Linked DNA regions of Mus musculus: region 2 is linked to region 1. A link is a contact called in public HiChIP or PLAC-seq data. All regions are on one chromosome and are shown on one strand. The core of a region is the stretch at or near the end of the contact, and the rest is flanking DNA. Distances in the headings are between cores, read along the strand shown. Region 1 overlaps Wdr72 (WD repeat domain 72). Region 2 has its middle 3.8 kb from the start of Gm33459.

Region 1 (6,963 bases), core at 1,993-4,492:
TTTGTATTATTCATGCAACCCCAAAGTAGTAGCCCTCACTCTTCCTGGCAAAATTTTAAAAAGTACGCTCTTAATTTTAATGAATATTGTTTTGTGTATGTGTGTGTCTGTGTGTGTTTTCCTGTGAATCTGTGTGTTATGTTGCTTTAAAATGAATTATGCTGATGTTTACATTTTCTCTTTGTGTAAATTAATTAAAACATTGGTATTGCGAAACAAAACCAGCAGGAACTTATTACTTTATTATTGACATTGTTCTTCCTTTTCCTAGAACAGGTTTCGGCCCCAGCCGTAAGCCTGCGTTAGGTGGCCATGATTGATGCTCAGCTCCCACCGTCCACAGTTTCTGCCCCATGCATCATCATCAGGCCCCTCCAACACGACCGTCCCGAAGCTGTCCTACTTTCTGATTCCTGGTTTTTGCTGGTGATTCATGAGACAGAACAGTAAAAGGGAAAAAAAAATCTCACCTTGGCTTTTCACAATGTATTACTCTCTGTGAGAATTCTAGTTTTGTTCATCAGATTCATGCAAATGTAATATTGATTGACAGTGATGCATATAGATCCACATGCACCACGTGCTACATAGAAAGCACTAAAATGTTCTATTAACGGCAGAACACACACTGATTATAAACTACTTTGAAACTGAAGTGAAAAGTTAATAAAGACATTTTATTTTTTTTGTTTGACTTCCAAACTCTTTCTTGTCCTCCATTTTCTGCTGACACTACCTGTATGTAGATGTGTTGTGTGCACACATTTATGTGCGTGGGGCCAGAGATTAATGTTGGTCATCTTACTTTATCATTCTCTAAGTTACTTTTGAAGACAGGGCTTCTCACTATACCTGGAGTCTGATTCTGTTAGACTGGCAGGGCAGCCTGATGTACGGATTCCCCTGTCTCTCCCTCCTCAGAAATAGACTTTATTTTTGTTTGTTTGTTTTGGTTTGTTTGTTGTTGCTGTTGTTGTTTTCACATAAATACTAAAGATCAAACTCAAATTCTTGTGCTTGCATGGAAAGCACTTACTGACTGGGCCATCATCTCAGTCCCTGAAGTTATTTTTAAGTGCACTGGTCCTAGAACATTAGGAGATTAAATTGTTAATTTTCTAAGCCAAGGTCTCTCATTAACATTGGCATAACAATTGAAAATATTGCTCTGTAATTTTTATCATCATGAGTATTAAATGCAGAGAAAGGGGTCCTTTCTAAGACAGTCTGGAGCACTGAGGTTTATCTAGCCGTTAACTAGATGAACACGAAACCATTTCCGTGAAAGCTTTCAAATTCAGAAGCATCCAGGCCTTAAAGAGCCAGGGAAAGAAAGTCTAATGGTCCTAGGATTGCAGGAAGGGAGCTGCAAGTTTGTGATGCTGTCTTGGAGCTTCTATTACCAGACATCAATGTTATCCCCATAGGTTTCAGGAACATATAAATGCCAGGGAAGGAGTAGGTAGACTTCATAGGGTCGGAGACACAAGCTCAAATGTGGAATTCACCTGTGAGCCAGAACTCACTGCTGATGAATTATTGCAAAGAAACGACATGTCCGAGGGTTACTTTCCCCATCAGACCGGACCTCTAGGTTCACCAGCAAGGTCGAAATAGCAAGAATGCTCTGGTAGACAGGTGCTTCGCCAACCTTAATGGATTCCAGGCACTCACCTGGGTATAAGGCTTGAACCAATAAAGATCAGAATGGCAAGATGGGCAAGGTACAGGCCTCAAGAGAACAGGTGAGCACGCTCTGCAAGGCCTCTGAGCTGTGACCCATATGCAGAGTGGCCCATTTATAAACAGTTCTCTCCGGCCGGCCAGCTCAGGGTTGGAGAGTAGTGTCAGTGGTAAATAAGCCTACAGTCTCTGAACTCCACTTGGGAAGTCAACTGTGTCATTTTATGTAAAATTAAAAAAAAATTTTTTTCCCTTACTCACGGCATTTTAAAGCTAGCAGCACTTAAGATAGTAACTTTAGGTCTGTTCAAAAATATATTTCAGGTTCTCCATGCTACCTTGTCCTTCCTACTTTCTGCCTATGAATGAGGACTGAAGTCAGTGCTGTGTAGCTGTAAAAGCTAGAATGAATGAAGTTTTAGTTTGAAAAGATTTAAAAAAAATAAAGACAGTATTTGGATTGAACAATAGAGGAAGTGGTACTCTTGGTATGGGGAAATCATTTCTGTTTTTCTTTTCTAAATACACTTTAAACATTTAGTCTATTCATTTAAAATGAGGTAATAAATATATTAGTCAGTTAGCATTACATTAAACTACATAAGGTCAATATCCATTACAGCTAGAAGGCTGAGCACACTCAGCTTTGTAACCGGGTGATTCTGCACAACCATGAAGATGTTAAAGGGAATTTCAGATGGAGGGATGGATGACATTGCAGGGGAAAACAGGAATAGTGATGGCACCAGACTTAAGCTCACCCCTTCCCACATGTTATTGTAAGCTTAGCTACTGACACACTTCCCTTATTTAGGGTGGCAAATATCACCACTTCAAAGCTCCTAATTTTGGTGTCTCATGTCAAAGATGGTCAAGCTCTCTCGGGTAAACGCCAACCCATACACAGTACACGGAAGGGTGCACATCACCAGGAAGTTGATCATCATTGTAGGGCTCCTATGCTTGGTGTGACTTCCAACTCTGAAGTTTATCTTTGGGCACTGAAGAATGGATTTTCATAATTTCACAGTTCCAAACCGTCCCTCTGTGCCACCAAATTCCTATAAGGAACACAAAACTTACTCCCTCCCCTTGTTTGTTTCTAAGGCGTTTTGTCTGTCAGATGCTTCTACTCTGAGGAAATCTAATGTCTCATCAAAATCTTTCTCGACAAACAAGCACCTCTGTCAGAAGTGTCTTAATTTCTTATCCCAGAACGTTATCCACACGAAGAGTAATAAATAATTCATGTCACTACCTCTTTGTTGTGTGTCCCTGAACTGCACAGAGCTGGGAGGCTGACAGCTGGGTCAGGACCAGGCACCCAAGATCTGACATGACACACAACTAACAAGTTCCTTTCAGTTTACCCCAAAAGAAGACAACCGGTCCAAAGTGCAGAAAGAAGTCCCGACCCAAAACGAGAGCGCTTCTTTCTTTTCCAAGTGTTTGCTGTGAGCTGCTTTCCGACCCACGAGCCCTGGTCATTTTACAGGACTGCCCAGCCCCCTTTCTTCCTCACACTAGCTTGGCCATTTACGCCTGGCTACGGATCAATATGAGCAATTCTTGGAGAAATACGATGTCTCCATGACAACCAAGCCACAAATTCTCAGTGGAAGGCAGTGAGACCAGTAGCCAACCCTCCAGAGGTTTCTAGGCCTATAAGGGTAAGATGTCTTAAAATGCAAGGATGGACAGAGGAAAAAGCCGGAGCAATTCATTCTTTATTACCAGTTTAATGACACCCGATGTATGGACCGCTACTCTTTTTTTCAGACTCTTCCCCGGCTCCTGTATTTTCTAATTACTCTCACTTTTTTTTTTGACATGTTCTTTTGTTCATAACTGTCAGATGGTAAAAGCCATATCTGAATTTTACCCTCAGTCCACTTGTGTTAAGGCATGGCAGAACATTTGAAATGGCTTTACATTGACGCATCATGCTAAAAACAGCGAGTGCTTAAGTAAACACTGGACTCTAAAGATTTAACTTCCTGACAGAAGGCTTGATGGGAAACAGCTCACCAAGAACTTTAAAAATCTAGTCAGAATTAGACAGTTTCAGTCCAGACTAGAAAGTAATCGTAAGAATAATTTTCAGTATAGACAGCTAACATGGCCATCATCCCTCCTTCTTAAGGTGAAACGAATTGACATTTTCTTTGGAGTGTTATGTCAGGGAGCGGGGCTAATTTGTTCTTTAACAATTTCTGTCATAAAAAGATGCTGTATCTCTGTGCCCTAAGATGCAGAAGAGAAAGCGTTGCTGGAATCGGGCACGCAGCTGCAGCTCATCTTTTGAGGGCTCCTAGTGCAGTGGAGGGGGCCAATACACACTTGCCATTACCACTGGGCCTATTGGGGTTCCAAGATGACTTAGGGGACCTGACATAGATTGCAGGCTACACCTTTCACTGAAAATTAAATCTCAGTATCTCTCCTCCGGGAAGGATCAGGGGACTGTTTGCAGCTGCCCCCCTGTCAGGGAAGGCGACACAATTTGGAAATCTCTTAACTAAGCTGACAGCCTACAGAGAGGATGGATCAAAAATATGATACAAAGATCGGCGCACAAAGATGTCAGAGGGTGGAGGGGACACTGTAGCTACGCAAAACAGGAAAGAAATGTCCAGCCCGGAGAGATAGCTGACTCTTTCAATCATGCTAATAGGTAGATACTAGTGTCTCATAGCTTTTGTGACCCAACAATGTCATTCAGTTTTTAGTAATAATTCCTTTTTTACCCTTTGTAGGGAACTAATCACTGGAATTGGGCATGCTTCAAACCAAAACAGAATAAAAAAAAAATCCCTGTTAAGTTGTTCTGGCTATCTTTTCTTGGTACATTTTTCTATCTTTCCTTTCCACAAAGAGACATAAGCAACTTTGACACAGAGTAAATCTTCCTTCCTGATTAAAGGTTCTTAAACAATTGTCCTCCCACTGTTTGACCATACCCAGCCCTGTTTTGCTAAAGCCCTTTCTCCCAGTCAGAGTTCTGTTTGCACAGGGAAAGGTAAAGAGATTCTAGTGGCCCCGATTTGTTCCTCTCTGCTCTTCATCTCTGCATTTCTGCCTTTCTCTCTCTCTCGTTAGATCTCATTATTTGAAATATTTGAAATGTCAACATTTCTCTACTTTCCAAAGCTTCTGTGTGGATTAAACAGTTTAGCTTAGAATTGATAATGAACTAATGGTGTCAGCTTCCCTTCGCCATCATAACGTCTTTGTACTTTGTCCAACTGAATTCTTGATGAAAGAGGAAAAGATAACAGCCCCACACTGTGACCTCCTGGGGGGGGGGTGTTAATTTGAGAGTGCAGCTGCTAAGAGCCAGCAGCTTCCAGTGTCCTCCCCCACACCCTCTCAAGGACCCCAAAGCTGTGTCAAATTTATCATTTTATACTTGACTATGTTTAAATGGCTTCCACCTGCACTCTCCGACTCTTCCAAGACACATCTGTCAAGAATGTCCTCTGTATCTTGGAAGTTTGCCGAGTTCAAGTCGTTGCCATGCTTGACCGGACTGACTGAAGCTGTTAAAAAGAGAGAAAGGAGAGAGAAAGAGAAAGACAGCCATGAAAAAGTAGCAGTGAGCATCATAGACCAGTTCAGACCCACAGATAGTGTGGGGCACACTATGGAAACACAAATAATAAATTGAAATAAAGTGTACCCTCTAAGTATTTATTGGCAGACATGTAATTAGTTGAAAAATCCATAGATGTGACTTTATCTCAGAAGAAAAATAAGCTTCTGGCTTTGGCTTAAAAGCTACATAGCTACAAAGTGACAAAGTGATGCTTTCGAAGTAGAAATCGTATTTTTAATGCATAAATCTAAAACAATATAGTCAATTAAGAGCACATGGGCACAGAGCAAAGCACATCAGCCAACTCAGTTAGAAAGCCCAGCTCTGCCCCATGGAGAGGCTTCTTCCGTAGCTCCAGTCCCAGAAACAGAGTTTTTGTTTGCATTTAGCTCTTTCTTCATCTCACCGAAACCCATGGCACCAAACGCATGCACGCAAAAAATCTTAAACAAAGGAAATCTTCAAGTATAGATGAAAACATTTCACATGGGGATAAGAGGGCCCAGTGTTTGTAACAATAGGTTACCCAAAAACTTTTCACAAGATCATATCCTAAGTAGCAACAGGGACTAGAAATGGAAGCTGGCACCTGGCTCCAACATTTCCTCTAAGTTCATTATCAATACCAACTATTCAATATGCAGATTCAAATATCTGTGATTTCCCACAGGTTGAAACACCTGCTGTAAACAGCATACTTGAGCAACACATTCTCATGTAACCTCTGCTTTAGTCAATATCTGCCAGGAAAGGTGGGTCTACTCAACATGAAGGTATTCAGTGTACAGACCAAACTGAGTACCGATCACACAGAACAGGTCACACCCACTGATCTGAAGTTGAATGCACACACATTGTTGAAGATATGCATTCCTTCAAAGTGTAAACATGTGCACACCTCTGTTCATAAATGTCCTCATATATGCTTATATATACACATGTATACATCATTGAGTATATGTACTAATATAGACATGTATACATATACATATACCATTGTTTTTCTATACATGTATATATTTATACACATAAACTAATGAAAATACATATATATATATACACATCTATACACTTCACATGTGTATATGCACATATACAGACTACTTATTGCATACATACATTCACATCTATAATTACATACATATATATACTATTGAGCATTTCTATATAGTAATATTTATGCATATACACATTATCAAAAATATATAACTCATATGCATTCAAAGATTCATTTATATACACAGACACATACTACTAACAATATATATACACTTATATAAACATATGCATTTGTGTATATATATACATATATATATCAATCATACTACTGAGTATGTATATAAATTCAAATAAACCCACACATACATATATGCATATATAACTGACTATGCAAATATACTCCTGTATATATACTTACACTTAGATATATACAGAGATATACTTTTAAAAGCAGTAGAATCTTATGCTTCTTATGTTTCTATAGTACATGCTACTATAGTCTTCAGCTCTTGGTAATACGTCATATTTATAAGTAATCAACACAATAATAAACAAAAATACCTACATAGCTCCTATAGAAAATGTTCTTAGACTCAGGGTCACTGTTGCTAAACCTCCTTCAGGACATGAAAGAGCCTGGAGCCAGCATTGCTTCACACACTGGATAAGTGACATCAAGGTGTCCT
Region 2 (6,963 bases), core at 2,528-5,027, 250 kb before region 1:
GATGATGCCTTGTTGTGATATCACCTGCATCACCGATTCCTTCCCTTAGCAAGAAAAATCAGGTGGCAATGTGCCCAGGAATGCATAGGGAATATGTAAAGAAACATATTTCTTAGTATTGACTGAAAATGAATGACAGAATGTGATAGTCTGTAATGAAACCTCTTCTTTGATGTCTTTTCTGTATTTTGCCTTATACCTGTTCCTTTCTTTCTGGGCAGCACTGTGGAGAGAAAGTATGTGTACTTTGGAAGCAGAAAGATTATACAAATGTTTAAAGTCCAGAACTCAACTATAATTACCTTGCCATTTATTTTCTAGAAAGAGTGATTTCTATATTATGGTTTTCATACATGAAAATCAGCAAATACTTATGCATACCATTACATCTTACTATGTACATATCATACACGTATGAAGACAAAATATCATCTGGAATCAATAGCATAAAAGGCTTACGTACCAAATTTATTAATTGTTTTATTGCTTCTACAGAGTCTCAAGGATGCATACTAAAAAGTTTTTCCATCATGATTAAAATAGATATTTGACAATTGTACTATATTTTATTTTTCAGTGAGGAGCGTGGTACAACAAAGTTCTCACTGACTTTATATTTTTAATGGCAGTAGAAGTCCTTAATGTAACAAGCATCCAATTAGCTGTGGGAAGTCAGAGACTTTTGTTACTGTGTTTCTGTGGCTTTCAGTCTTTTGCTTCCAAGAATACAGCTTAAGTGTCACACTCCCTTTCTTAGGGTTTCAGGTGGCATCTTCTCTGTCCATGGTCCTGACATGGTCCTGCCAGCCTCAAGAGCAGCTATCAAGGCAGGACATTTGCCCGTCCGTCTCCTTGAGTATGGCTTAGGTGATGGGTCGTGTATCTTTGACATCATTCCTTTCGATATATCTTGGAATACCTACTAACTTGACTTAAACTGCAATTAGAAAGGTACTATGTGCCATACAATATTAGATAGAGACACAATCTAGAAATTTAGTTATTTTAAAGCAAGCATACTTTATTTAAGGCTCTTGGATGCTAAAAGTGAATGTACTCACAGAACTCTTAGGCACAGGGCATTTCAAATACGTTCATGAGTTCCCTCAATGACACATAGGAACTATACACTACCCACAAAAACACACAAGGCATTTGAGCTTTGCCTAGAGAATTTACCTTGATGCCTTGAATAATCCAACCAGAGACAATACTTCCTTTTATATCAGTAATGAGAGACTCTACTTACCTGAAACCTATCTTATGCTCATCCAGCGATACAGAACCGGTAAAATGGATGAATCACCAGGTCCTCCTGGTTGCTTGGGTCTGGCAGCTTAAATACTTAAGTGCATAGCAACCGTAGTGAATAACATATCAAAACAAACATCTTGGAGTGCAGTGGGGTGAGGAGGGTGTGTGGGGTCAGTTGGCGAATGGGGGTTAATTTCTGCTCAGTCGGGTGAGGTGCAAATGCATCAACTTTGCTGGAAAATCGCTCCAATTGTGGCCGAATGCTCTAGTTTCCTGCAGGATACGAGCAGCCTATTATTTCACGTTTTAAAAGGCTTGTTCAAGTCTAACCATTTGGATGGGAATCAATACAGTGGAGGATAGGGACAAACATCAGAGAACACACACACAATCACCCAGGCCAGGTTGGTGTGGTCATAATCCTTCCGGAAACCCAGGAGGAGCAAAGCTTCTTTTGGTTTCCTGATACCAGAGCTCAGATGGCTCACTTCAGTCTTATAGGTCTCATAGAGGACTGTCAACTAAGAGGTCAGTTCAAGGAAGAAGCTAGAGTGGTCAGTCCTTTGAATACCTGACTTTTCTTTAAGTTTCTCTTTTACTTTATTATTTATTGTGGGTTAGTGGGTGGGTGGTAGTGCATGTATGGAGGTTAGAGGACAACTTGAAGGAGCAGGTTCTCTTCTTCCAAGACAGGGTTTCCAGGGACCAAACTCATGTTATTTGGCTTGGCCGCAAATACACTTTCTCATTGAACCATCATGACAACCTGACACCTATTTTAAAGTCATAGCTGAAATAAATCATCCAAGAGAAAAACAAAGCCATTCCTTGGTGAGGTTGGGCCAGCCAGGATAACTGCTTGACAAAGGCAACTGTTACGCACACCCTCACAAGTAGTGCAGGCTATCAGTCAAGGCTCATCAAATGTGTCAAAGTGCCCTGACTCTTCTGATTAGTACATGACATGGAGATGTAAACGAGTGAGGACGCTTTTCTCACAATGGCTTCTGAAAGGGACTTCTAGGAGCCATATTTGTGAATTTACTTATAACAAGTCATCTTTAGTTTGGGGATATGTTTACTTATAATCATGGCACAGACAAAAATGGGAACCTTTCTTTTGATGCCTATACGAGTGCCAGTGTATTGCTGAGACTTCACTTGGTCAGGTAAGTTGCTGAATAACTTCACTTAAAAGAGAGATTGATGGCAGGCAAGTTTTCTTTAAATGATATGAGAGGCCCCACAGTGATTTTTTCTAATCTGTTCAGGTTGTTCCAAAGAGCCGAGCATTCAGTGACAACTGAAACTGTGATTATTTTGTGTTATGGTCTTGCCACATATTTACCTTGTTTCCCTCTTTATGTGTAAAAATCCCACCTGCATTTTCAGTGCTGTGACAGCACCAGAGGTGACAGTCCCCATCTGAGCTGATTAGTGAGCACTAGGTCCCCTCATTGTACAGTTTGGTGTGTTGTTGCGTTTTGGTCCTGTGAGGTTGTGTGGACTTGCATGCTAAAGCCTTGCTACACACATCCATCCTCTGGCTCATTTAAAAACGAGTTAAGGGGCAATGGGGATCTTTGTTCAGTCCTACCAAGAATTCCACCCTCCAGTCAAAGTCCCAAAGAAAGCAGTCTAGAGAAGCCAAGACTTAGGACAATTGCGAAAGAAGAATCCTGGCCGTTTGCCTCAAAACATCTATGAACATACATACTCATAGTTTATGCTGGGAAAGAAGACAGGCAGGTTATCACTAGTGATTCCTAGGAGCATCTTTGAGGGGAAGCCGCTCACTTTTGAAATTTTAATCTGAATTTCTTTAGAAAGAAAGAACCTAAACAAAACTGGCTCATGAAGTGTTTGCTTGTGCTCTAGGGTGGAGAGGTGACTAATGAGAAGGGCTGTTTATGTCTGAAGAAAAGCTGTGAGGTTTTGATAAACTCCAGGAGTAGTTGGGCAGCAGATAATAAGTTAAAAGGAGGTAAATTATTAATTTTTTGGTGGATTATCTGAAACATCCGAAAGGAATATACAGGACACAGTGAGTAAGACTGGCATTTTAAATATCTAGAGTTGCCAACTCTTTGGTCCAGTGCACTTAAAAGCATTAAAATGTATAATTTCACCAGAAATCACCTACAGTAATTGTATAAGTTAATTTAAGATTGTTTTGAAGAACTGACCATCCTCATCTTCTTCTCTTGGAGAGGACTTTGCACTTTAGACAGCTCCATTATTTTTCCTCAAGCAAATCAGTAGATATTATATTCCTGTAGGAAACATTTTGAATCATCTTTACTTTGTGATGTAAAAACAAGCCCTCAATTGATCCAGGCTCCCCCACCCTGCCCCAGTCTCTTCCTGGGCTTCATGTCTCCTAAACCACCTGCTAATCATAGCATTTGCTTATTTGAGTCCTTTTTAGTCTCTTCTAGGGATGACAGTACCAGCTCCTTTGCAGTGGCCATGTGGTCAGGCCCCCACCCAGGCTAGCAGGCTGCCACTGTGTCTGTCGCAGGGGTCTGCATTGTTCTCTGGCCTCTGCTGTCCATGAACAATTCTTTCTTGCCTAATCCCGGGGGACCTGCTTCTTCCACAGTGGGGGCGGGGCAGGCTGCTTTGTGTGCAGCAGAATCTTCTCTGAAATTGTGCACACATGCAAACATACACAGAAGAGCCTAGTCTTTCTGGATGAGGGAGGCAGTGTGTTTATATGTGGGCATGCTCATATGTCAGTGCACGTGCGTGTGTGCGTGCGTGCGTGTGTGTGTGTGTGTGTGTGTGTGTGTGCACACGCGTACACACAAACATTCTTTAATATTAGCAGTGACATCTAAACTGCTTGGTTTTAACACACACACACACACACACACACACACACACACACACACACACGCACACACTTTAATATTAACAGCAACAACTAACCTGCTTGGTTTCATACCTACAGAACTGTTTTAAATGCTTGGTCAGCAGGTATCTTAAAGCATTTTTTTCATACAGTATATTCTGATTATGCGCTTTCCTTCCCTCAACTCCTCCCAGATCCTCTCTGCTTCCCTTCCCATCCAAGTTTGTTCTCTTTCTCTCTCTCTTAAAAAAAAGAAAAAAACCTGCCATAAAAACAAAAATGATTATCAAAGCAAACAAGAAAAAAAGACAAATAAGACAAAAATAATATGCCCAAAGAGAACAAAATGATACAAAAATTCACAAAAACATTCCACAGAGTTCGTTTTGTGTTGTTGGTCAACTACTCCTGGGTATGGGGCCCAGCCTGGCCTGGAAGTGGTTGAGAAAACCTGATTTTTCCTATTGCAGGTGGGTATCGATTGCAAATAGCTTCTTGGTTAGGGGTAGGACCTGATGTCATTTTCCCTTCTCAGTGCTGGGACTCCATCTGGCTTGAACTTGTGCAGGTCTTCTGTGTGGTCAGCAACGATGTTCAACTCACATAGTACTATCCCCCCATGTCAACCATTAGAGTTTCCTTGGCCTCATTTGAAAATTGTAATTCTTTTCATGCCAGGCATGACAGTGTCTAAGACTTCACTTACCAGCTGCCTGAAGCCTGCTGTCCCCTGAACTGGACTCAGTAAGGGATTTTGGAGAGAGACGAGACAGAGGAGCGGTCTTCCTGACCCACAGCGATTGGATTTGAGGGACTGATTATTCTGCTTAGTAGCTATGCTTTGCTGGGAGCCTCCCTCAGCTGCAGAGCAGATACAATGCCCCCGATTTCCACACGAGGACCTTTGCTAAGGCATACAGTACTTCGCTGCTATGGATTTATCACATAGCTGTGTTACAGGGCAAAGGAGAGCAGGGATAAAAGTGGGCCCTTGCAAACAGCCGTTTCAATCAGGAGACGGTGGTAATCTGTAACCATTAGAGCTTACCATATGCCAGGAAAAGAGAGAGACATATATTCGGGACTTTGAGGGCAGATTCAAAAACAAAACCAATTTTCTAGGGAAGCAGAGAGGAAATTGTCCAATGGACATATTTTGAAAATATTTGTGTGGATCACTAAGCAGGAAGGTTTTGTAAACTCTTCTTTACAAGTGTCGCGGCTTTCCCTCACAATGCTTAAGAAAATTGAACCAAAACACCCATCTGCTGCAAATTCACTGTTGTTTTGCTGGAAACAACTACTACACTCACGCTGCTGAGCACGGCGAGAGCGCCCCCTAGGCGTGGCAGTGGAGCACTGCGGCAGGAGGATCTTCAGAAAGAGAACCCGTTTCCTTAGGTTTAGCTGCAGATCTCTGGTTAGACCGAATGATTGACAAAAGTTGCCTTTTGTTTAGGTATTTTCACATAGGCATCTCTTGGTACTTTTCCTTGTCTGCTCACCAGAAAAGCTCTATGTAGAATGACCCTGAAATCCAAAACTTACTCTAAGCACGCTTTCTCCCAGGTAGCCTGGTGGTGCTTGGATTAAGGGTTTAGTGCATGCTGGTTTGTCCTGTTAGCCTCTGGAATTTTACTTTTCCCTCATTTATCTTGGAGCAAGAGTCCCATGCGTGACGTCTTCTTGGTTAAGGTCTTGGGTGGAGACCTCTTTAGACTTCCAGTCAAAGCCTCCAACGTGTATCTGGAACGGGATACTGAATCTAGAGACGTAATGCTTCACTTTTCATCCTGGCTGTCTTGCCCTAATTGCTGTGTGACTCTGGGTAAATTACCCCATGTCTCTGAGCTTCAGATTTATTTCTGTATAAAAGAAAGAGAATCCATCAGGTATTCCTGATGATTATGTCCAGTTGTAAAGTATGGATAGAACCTTAATATTGAAAACTGTTTTTAAAGATTTCCAACTGGGAAGTAGAATATTTCATAGTATTCTTGAAGGACTCAACTTTCTCAAGAGATGATAGGTGTAAATTTGTTTCGGTGACCATGTCTATGAACTGCAACTAGCAAAAATGCAGACTCGACTTTACCCTAGGTCTTATTCACATCCAACCTCGATGATAGTCACATGACTTCCAGTTATCTAAACTGAGTGATGTCTCTCAAACCTGTTGGTCCCTTCAGGCAGACATGAAGACCTGGATGGCAGCTGTCCCCCCTTCCCCCAGTCAGCTAGTTGTCTAGTCACCGTGCCCAGGGTCACTGTGGGCAGCTTCTCTAGGCTGTAAGCTGCCCTGCAGCGTTGGTTATCTGTAAGGAGGCCATGGGAAACACCTGCTTGCTTGTGTGTGTGTGTGTGTGTGTGTGTGCGCGTGTGCATGAGAGAGAGAGAGAGAGAGAGAGAGAGAGAGAGAGAGAGAGAGAGATTTGAGCATTAGAGGAGTGGGCTCTGGGGTTGGGGAAATGGCTCAGTCAGTAGAATACTTGCTATATAAAAAGATCTGAGTTCAGAGCCCTCCAGCAGCCATGTGAAAAGTGGTGATTCACATTTGTAATGTCATCCTCTAGGAAATGGAGACAGTGGATCTGGTGCTGGTTTGCCAGCCCAGTTGAATAGGTGAATTCTGGGTTCACTGAGAGACTATGCCTCTAAAAATTTGTGGGGAGAGGGAAAGAGAAAGACACCTAATGTCGACCTTTGGCCTACACACACACACACACACACACACACAGGGTGGGGAATGTGGAGAGAAAGAGAGAGAGAGAGAGAGAGAGAGAGAGAGAGAGAATGTTGCTATGTTAACAGCAGAACCCAGTGAATGCAACAGGATCAAGTTAGCCTTTGGAAAG

What was found. HiChIP or PLAC-seq counts read pairs in DNA pulled down with a chosen protein or histone mark.
Region 2: an H3K4me3 HiChIP or PLAC-seq map of embryonic midbrain shows a contact between it and region 1, with 6 times the contacts expected there. The contact joins two enhancer-like sites. A contact is called at or near these places in 1 of 39 promoter capture datasets (hippocampal neurons), 13 of 484 Hi-C or Micro-C datasets (the AML12 cell line, the N1E-115 cell line, cerebral cortex and 3 more) and 1 of 115 datasets of contacts at active chromatin or transcription factors (embryonic midbrain).

What each region holds. Positions count from the first base shown.
Region 1 is chr9:74,274,195-74,281,157 of GRCm38.p6, reverse strand. It overlaps Wdr72 (WD repeat domain 72), which reads right to left. Exons shown (of 20, transcript NM_001033500.3): 19 at 5,118-5,222. Among named protein-coding and RNA genes, the nearest start is that of Wdr72, 170 kb to the right of the region's middle. Within about 2 kb of position 3,242, at least 21 of the 459 cell types and tissues checked have an H3K27ac peak or open chromatin away from gene starts, as enhancers often do.
Region 2 is chr9:74,528,990-74,535,952 of GRCm38.p6, reverse strand. No RefSeq gene overlaps it. Among named protein-coding and RNA genes, the nearest start is that of Gm33459, 3.8 kb to the right of the region's middle. Within about 2 kb of position 3,777, at least 4 of the 459 cell types and tissues checked have an H3K27ac peak or open chromatin away from gene starts, as enhancers often do.